Regions from separate parts of the Zea mays genome. Here all the other regions are linked to region 3. The links are chromatin contacts, called in public Hi-C maps. All regions are on one chromosome and are shown on one strand. Each heading gives the region's core, a stretch centred on a gene start, on an enhancer-like site or on the middle of the called end of the contact. The rest is flanking DNA. Distances are from core to core; before and after follow the strand shown. Region 1 holds the start of LOC100274298 (UDP-arabinopyranose mutase 3). Region 2 holds the start of LOC100283762 (60S ribosomal protein L24). Region 3 holds the start of LOC100194152.

Region 1 (2,700 bases), core at 105-2,604, 230 kb before region 3:
TGCTCTCTCCCCATATGTATCTAGTGGTATACTACCTATGTCGTCTCTAGATGTCCATGTCTTCGTTGTGTCCTTCTCCGGCAACGGACAGGTATGTCCGCCTCTTCCCTTCCCTTCCTGCTCTACGAACCCATGGAAGTGGGGGAAGCGAGGGACGGGGCTCCCTGATTTGCTACCTATGGTACCCGTTTGATGGCTCGACATCGCCTGTCTACATGGACTTTCTATTACCACAGTGTCGACTCGGTATACTTCTACCACTTCTATGTAGCTGTCACCCATCCTTCTGTCATTGCAATTTTTTTGTGTTGTTTCTCTGTTGTTTTGGGTGTTAGTTTTTTGTTGTGCTAAGAATTGAACATAATTTGGGTGTGTTAATACTTTATTTATTGTCTGCACATGGTTTGTGTTCTTATGATGATGGCTCATGGATCCTGCAAAATATGTGTTACGATTTGGAGATCCATGCAGTCACTACCACAGAGTGCTCGTCCCTTGTATTCTTGTCTCTTACATGAGTCGTTTCTGAGACCATATTGGTGTAATGGACTCCATGGTGTTTGAGATTACTGAATTGGATGGAGTAGCAATGTTTTGTCACATTAATAGTAAAAGGAAAGGTTATTTATTGGTTTTAAACGTTAGTAATTGCTACGAAGTATCATAATTTATATGGAGCACATACAGTTTTTATTGATGCCTAACTTTAGCAAACACTCCATATTTTAATCTATCCTTTTTATAAGTTTGATTTCATGTGACTTATTTTAGAAACTTGAACTCGCAAATTCCTCTTTTTTGGTATATGTATGGTTGAATTATGTCATTCTATAATATCTGTTCTTTCAATCAGTCGTTGTGAACTCTTTTCTAATCGCTCTCTTCATTGATCGTATTGTACCAAGACATATTGGATGGAGTAAACAACAACATCAGTTAGTCAAATAAAAAAATTATACGGAGAGCGGAGACAATCAATAAAAAATCTTGAGATATTTTTGATAGATAATTTACGTGAATATTGTTATAAGTCGTCGCAATGCACGAGTAACCGACTAGTGTAATCTTCAAAATGCACCTCCACGCATCGACATGTCTACTCACATATCCAATCCAAGCCTCTTTTGGATACGTTAGAAAATTCAACATACAAACATATTTATGACGTAGAAAAGAAAACTCGCAAAGCTACCAGACGAAAACTAAAATGAAAAAAAAGGCAAAGCGAAGACTAGTATAGAGATTGATGGGTGGGGGCAGTCGGGCAGAGGAAAAAATTAAAAGAGGGAGGGGAGGGCCATTCGCCTCTCCTATATAACGACCACTTCCTCCCACCGCTTCTTCCCACGCCTCCCAACCTCCTCTGCTTCCGAGATCTCTCCCCACCTCCCGGTCCGCTAGCAGATAGCGGGGGCCAGAGAGATCGAGATCCGGAGGCGCTAGCGCCACCCATCAGCGTCTGCGGCAATGGCGGGCACGGTGACGGTCCCGGGGTCGTCGAAACCCTCCACGCCGCTGCTCAAGGACGAGCTCGACATCGTGATCCCGACGATCCGCAACCTCGACTTCCTCGAGATGTGGAGGCCCTTCTTCCAGCCCTACCACCTCATCATCGTGCAGGACGGCGACCCGACCAAGACCATCAAGGTCCCCGAGGGCTTCGACTACGAGCTCTACAACCGCAACGACATCAACCGCATCCTCGGGCCCAAGGCCTCCTGCATATCCTTCAAGGACTCCGCCTGCCGCTGCTTCGGCTACATGGTCTCCAAGAAGAAGTACATCTACACCATCGACGACGACTGCTTCGTATGCCTTCTTCTCTCTTTTGTCTCTCTCGTTTCGTTATTCCTCCAATACCTCCATTCCGCGTGGATCCGAACGAAAGGCGGGGTCTTGACACCCGATCTTTCATTCGTCCATTCCGCGTGGATCCGAAGGGAAGGCGGGGTCTTGACACCGGATCTGGGTCAAATTCGATCGAGTTGGCCCAGATCCGCCCGGACCAGATCTGGATCTAGCCGTGCGCGGTCAAACGCGTTGACCCGTATGAGTTTTGGGGGTAATACTCAACCATTACGGATCTCGGTCCGTAGCAGCTGGTTGTGCTCAGTAGCTCTAGTGCCGTCGTTCCGACAGGAAACAGGGGCGGCTGCCAGCTAGCTCGGGGTTGCTAGATGTCTGCCACCTCGTACTGGTAGTAGTTAGTGCCTTGTCGTTACAAGGGTCCTTTTCATTTTGGTCTGGTGTCCTTGTTTATGTGATCCCGTCGCGGATCAAAAGCTTGGCACATCCAGTTTGTCATTTACTTGTTAACCAAAACGTGCCAGAATGCTCCAATGTCATTGGATCTGGACTGCTTCAGATCAGATCCGAGCAGTGACAAACTTCTGTAATCCAGACACCGCTGTTCGTTTTTTTTTCACCTTTCACCAGTGCCAGCTATTCATAATTCACATTTTTGTTCAATTTTTACCTCCATCCTGCAAGACCCACATCACTACATTCATAATTCTGATGATGGAACTAGCAACATCGTCGTCAGTAGTAACATTGGAAGCAGTATCCAGCAGTCCGATGGATCTCTCTGATTTTTTTGTCACCTGAGCTAGCAGCACTGTATCTGTCAGAAACATTAGCATTAATATCAAGCAATGCAATCGAACTATGAATTTTACCATCTGAGCGAGCAGAAGCTGT
Region 2 (2,759 bases), core at 44-2,543, 130 kb after region 3:
TACTTAAAAACTATGTACTAAGTGTAGAAACATACCTTCTCTTTGATTTGCACTTCTCTCTTCAATTAGCACATAAGACATTATTTAAATGTGTTGAGCACTTAATCACCAAAACATAATAGAAATTGCCCAAGGGCACATTTCCCTTTCACACACATCACAACATCCTTTTTTCACAGCTTAGAGCCCACGAAAACTTTTTTCACGGTCACCGTCCAACCAAAAAGACCCTAAACAGCTAAATACGGAAACTAAAACTTTACTTCAGTTTCGGTATTTGGTAATTTAGGAATTAAAATGAAACAAAATGGATGATATATTTTTTCTAGAGCTAAATATACTTCTTTTGTAAATTTTCTATATGTTTGGATATTTTCTAAAGCTAAATCTATTTCTTGAAAACTTATGAGATGTTTTCATGAGTTCTAAATATTTTATTGAATAAAATACACGCGGTTTATCCTCCCTGCCCCTAAACTCCTAAAGTGCATGTCTAGGTCTGTAAACTCGTGAAGTCGTATCGTCTCGGCCTCTAAACTTTCAACATTCTAAACCCATGTAGTTGTATCGTCTCGGTTCCTAAACTTTCAACATACACATTCTGGTCTCTATACTTCTATGGTTGTGTCAGCTAAGTCCATAAAATTCTTTTTAGTGTTATCACATGTTCAAATAGTTTTGACCCACTCTACGTGCATTTTCGGAGTTTTAGGGATCCAGATGATACAACCATAGAAGTACATGGATCAGAATGTGGATGTTGAAAGTTTAGGAACCTAAACTATACAACTTCATAAGTTTAGGGATCTATATATGCACTTTGAAAGTTTTGTGACCATAATGATACACTACTAAAAGTTTAGGGACTACCAGTGTATTTTACTCTATTTTATTTTAGCTAGGATTATCTCAATTTATCTCTTAATTTTTTTTAATTTTTTTGAATCTATAATTTTTTTGCGGGTTAAAATTACGAGGATGATAATTTAAATATTTTTTGAGTTTTGGACAATAGTTCATGAAGGTAGAATGACTTATTCCTATTGTAAAAAAAATCATGGGTTAATTGTTATGCATAAAGCCCACGATGGGATTTTAGGCCCAAAAGCGGCCACTTCGCAGCTTATCCGAACCCAGTCAGCCAGCCCACGCATGAGCTATATAAGACGGCCATATAAGAAACCCTAGCGGAGCCACCAGCACACTCGTCTTTTTCCTCTACGGCCGCCACCATCGCCTCGCGGCCGCCTGCCGCTCCGCTCGAAAGGTGTGGCAACCGTCGAAATTTTCTTCACTTCGTTTCTGCCTTTGACCAGCTCTTGCGCTCGGCTTATCTCGTGCGGTTGTTGCTAGAACCGTCCCTAATTCCATTCCCGTGATCTGGTTTAGTCATTTCATGGTTTTATTTGTTGCATCTGTGGTGAATCTGTGGTCACTTAGATCAACATAGGAAGATGTACGCCCAGTTGAGTTTTGAGTTGGCTGTTGGTGTTTCCCTAACTAGGGATTGAGGGTCTGAAGCTCTATACCTGTTGCAATCGCGTAGTTGTGCGTGCTAGATGTATCAGAGAATCCCTTTGAGTAGAAAGCACACGCACACAGCTGCCACGGTATTGGCATTCGTAGGTATCTGTTTCACTGATGTGCTACATGCACGAGGATAGCACCTGATATTTGTGCGCTTGTAAGTTTACTTGGTTGCTTAATTGCTTATTTTTTAGATTTTGTACTTGCATGGTTACATTGTCATCTTTTTTATTGCACATGTTGTCATTGTCTTGCAAGCAGATAGTCATCAGGAGGTATATGTCCAGTTGACTTGAGTTGGCTATGCATGTTTTGATTTCGGTGTCAAGGCACATGTACTGTGGTGATATAGCTGTTTCAATAGCGTAGTTGCCAAACTTTTTGTGTGTGCTATATGGACCAGGGAACCCGCTTTGCAGCAGATATTTGTTCTGTGTTTCTGCTGCCAGTAGTCACCCGACAGTTAAATCCTTTTGAGTTCTGAATTCTATTGGCCCTTTAGGTGTTTGTGGCATGCTTTCGAATTGGAAGCCCATGCACTTTGTTGCAATGCCTTTGGTATTGCATAGATTCCTATTTCATTGATGTGCAAGATGCACCAGTATATAACCCTTGCAGCAAGAATTTATTTTTGGCTGTGTTTCTGCTGCCTGTCAAATCCTGGTTTTTGTGTGGATGCAAACTTGCCATGTTGATTAATACATTGTTACTGATTTTCCAGGTTTTGTATTTGCATAGCTGCATTGTCAAATGTACATATGAATTCTTCTGATTTTCTTTATTTGGTTTGTGTGAATTACACAGTTTTTAGTGAAGATTTTTTGAAGCCGAGAAGATGGTGCTGAAGTAAGTTTCTATTTCTTTTCTTTCATTTAAATATGTTAAAATATCTGGCTAGACCATGCCTTTTTTTCTCGGCATGACTAGCATATTTTCTGTGATTGGTTAATGTTATTAGAAACAGTTACACATCTTGAAATTATTCTAAGTACGATCATCTCCTTGCAGGACGGAACTCTGCCGCTTCAGTGGCCAGAAGATCTATCCTGGGAAAGGCATCCGGTTTATTCGTGCTGATTCTCAGGTTACTTGCTGTTACATTTTTTGTAATAGGTTTGTAAGCTTTATATAGCATGATCTTATGGCAAGGAAATACATCTGTTTTTGTAGGTTTTCCTTTTTGCCAACTCGAAATGCAAGCGCTACTTCCACAACCGCCTGAAGCCTGCAAA
Region 3 (2,889 bases), core at 71-2,570:
AGATGCTGCATGGCATGAAAGATGAACGCAAACCACATCTTCAAAACCATATACTTACGTCAGCCCCGACATGTCATACTCAAGCCCGAGTCCTCGAAATATCTGATACACAAGCACACACGTTAAAATAGGACAGCAGCTCTAAACACCTTCTGCGCAAAAGCGAGCAAATTCTACCCTAAGGCAAGTTCACAGGAAGAAACCTCGGCCATGCGAGAAATGACACGCTCATACTGAACAGGACCAAACTTCGCCTTGTAGAAGTCAGATTTCCTGACGCCCTCCTTAGGCGCATCAGGGTTTAGAAAGAACGGATGCCAGCGGACCTTCCAAGCAAAGCAAGCAGACAGACACAGGGTTGGCACCCGCGTAAACAAGAATTCTGAAACCGGGATCATGACGGGGATCTGAAGAGGGGGAGCGAAACCTCGAAGTCAAACTTGTCCCTGCTTTGCTCCATCGCTTTCTCGAGGTTCTTTTTGCCGACAAAGCACCAAGGGCATACTGTGTCCGAGCTCACATCGATCTGGATGAGCTTCTTGCCAGTGTCTGAAGCCATGGATTTTGCACACCTGCTATACAGTTTTCGGCAGCAAATATTCAGATTGGTCAGTGATGGGGGGGATTTATATGTTTGTTAGTCATTCCTTTGCAGATTAGTCAGTGTAGCTGAGTTAGGCTCTGTTAGGAGCATAGGGCTAATTGTTAGTCAAGTGCTCTTGTTAGTCAGGTAATTTTTAGATCAAATTAGCTCTAGCTCATCCAAACAGGAGGCTAATAAGTGAGCTAATTTGTTAGCTAAGCCTACAGTACAACTAGTTGTTAGCCAAACTAGCTGGCTGCTGGCCAACTCCACAAGAATTTACATGACACCGAGAGGCAAGGGCATATGCTCCCTTTCCAGAAAGGAAGTGTGGTCCATGTTGGTTCATGGTTCATCCACCTAAACTTAACAGTTAATCCCACGATTTGGCCAAGATGGCCGTATCCAAAACTTATTTCAACCAGTGTTACCAAGATTTTCTTTTACTAGGCAATACAACAATATATTTCCCAACCAGCTAGGATGAAATCGTTGTTCTACCCAAAAAAAAAACAACAACAACAAAAAAGAACCGAACCTGGGAGCGCCGAGTTTCGCGAGGGACGGGATGCGGACGGAGAGCAGGCGACCTGGCATACACAAGCACGGGGAGATCCTTCGTTTTCCTCCACAGCTTCAGCGCTCTTCCCTCGTCTAGTTCGTGGAAGGATGGAGAAGCAGTCGCGGTCTCGCGGAATTTGGTTGGTGGGTGGGCTCGGTTCACGCCTTCACGGTCCCGTGCTCTCAGTCTCAGCAACCTGCCAACCCACCCCTGGACCTGGTCCACGGTAGGCACGTGAGGCGCTCTGTCTTTCTCTGCCGTTCCTGTACGTCCAATCCTTCCAAGAACCTCGGGTGGTCCAGAAAAATCCGGTGGTCGATGCCCACGGACAAGCGTGTGCGCCACGAGCGAGCCCGACGAACAACGGAGCAAGGGAACAAGGCCATTTCCATCGGTCAAACAGGAGAAGGCAAGCAAAGCTCCGCCACCTTCAGCAGAATCCGCCCAAAGGCTGCACCGTAGTTCACTCCTGTTTCTCCCCAGGTGGTTGGCCCTAACTTACCACATTTTATCTAACTTTTATGTCTAAGTTTATTTATTTAATTCGAATGACTAATTAGTCCAAGTGTGACATATTTAACCATAAACCAAACAAGCCTTTAGCTTTACAGTTTTGTCCTATTTTTGTGATCTGTTAGATTTATTTCAAGTTGTGTGAACTTGGTCTTACCCTCTAAATAAGCGAAAGCCGAAATTCTGATCCATTATCTAAAAAAGTATTTTTCTTGCGCTAATCCTAATCAATTGTTGGATGATCGCCCGACTAATCTGATGAAACTGAGCTGGACATCTTTTATATTAGAGAGAAAAGAAAGTCCTACATACAAGATGAGGATCTTGCTGAGCAAGATCATCATCCACACCACACCGAAACTGAAACAAAGATTACATATGATCAAGAGAGTCTGACTCGACCGCTCCAAGGGTATCAACTAAACTATCCCTAAACAGGTAAGGTGAGGCTGTGTGCAGCGGCTCCCGTGGCCGCTCTCCCTCCCCTCCCGTAGAGGCAACAGACAGCCCCTATACGCCGCAGCGCTGCCCCCTACGGTGCCCCCACGATAGAGCGCATGTGTCCTCCTCTTCTCTCTCCCGTTGGATGCAGCGCGCACTCTTCTCCTCCCCCTTCTACTGTGCTATGGGTCCGGCTCTAATTGTTAGTAGAAGAAAAATTGATAGTAGATAAAAAGTAGTATATGAAATAATATTTTATAGTTGTAGTGGGATATATGGGGAGAAAATAGGGGAAACCGCTGCGGGGGATGAAAAAGTAGGGGGTGAAATGTTGATGATGTGACGCAAAAAGTGATATAGGGGGGAAAATTTAGAGGTAACCGTTGTGGACAGTCTGAGGAGCCCCAGCCAAGACCCAACCTTGTTTGGTCTAGGGACTACGCGGACTAGCCCTTCGCGCCACCACAAGATGAGGAAAAATTTAGAGGTAACCACTGTGGACAGTCTTCAAAATTTAGTTGAAGAAGGACGGCACATTTGAAGTGGACTAGCCCTTCGCGCCACCACATTTGAAGTTGGCAGCCTACGAGCGAGAGCTAATCACCCGAGTGCAGGCAGTCCGACACCAGCGGTTGTACCTATGGGGCCCCCACTGCTATCCACTAGTCTATTTCTTGTTAATTCACTTTGGATTTGGACCGAAAACTGAGGTTTCCAAAACCTTAGATTTCAGCATGAAAACCTAATGTAAGCATCCCCGTGGACATTAGCATCAATAAAAAAATGTATA

What was found. A called contact is a pair of places that touch in the nucleus more often than the background predicts.
Region 1: a contact with region 3 is called in a Hi-C map of ear, with 2.3 times the contacts expected there. The contact joins the promoter of LOC100274298 here to the promoter of LOC100194152 in region 3. A contact is called at or near these places in 4 of 25 Hi-C or Micro-C datasets (ear, leaf and tassel).
Region 2: a Hi-C map of leaf shows a contact between it and region 3, with 5 times the contacts expected there. The contact joins the promoter of LOC100283762 here to the promoter of LOC100194152 in region 3. A contact is called at or near these places in 2 of 25 Hi-C or Micro-C datasets (ear and leaf).

What each region holds. Positions count from the first base shown.
Region 1 is chr5:19,691,916-19,694,615 of Zm-B73-REFERENCE-NAM-5.0, forward strand. LOC100274298 (UDP-arabinopyranose mutase 3) reads left to right here and starts at 1,355. Exons shown (of 4, transcript NM_001148662.1): 1 at 1,355-1,809. The coding sequence starts at 1,468.
Region 2 is chr5:20,052,431-20,055,189 of Zm-B73-REFERENCE-NAM-5.0, forward strand. LOC100283762 (60S ribosomal protein L24) reads left to right here and starts at 1,294. Exons shown (of 6, transcript NM_001156661.1): 1 at 1,294-1,684; 2 at 2,332-2,373; 3 at 2,536-2,611; 4 at 2,698-2,759. The coding sequence starts at 2,363.
Region 3 is chr5:19,923,652-19,926,540 of Zm-B73-REFERENCE-NAM-5.0, forward strand. It overlaps LOC100194152, which reads right to left and starts at 1,321. Exons shown (of 8, transcript NM_001358906.1): 1 at 1,122-1,321; 2 at 428-572; 3 at 204-326; 4 at 59-102. The coding sequence starts at 1,180.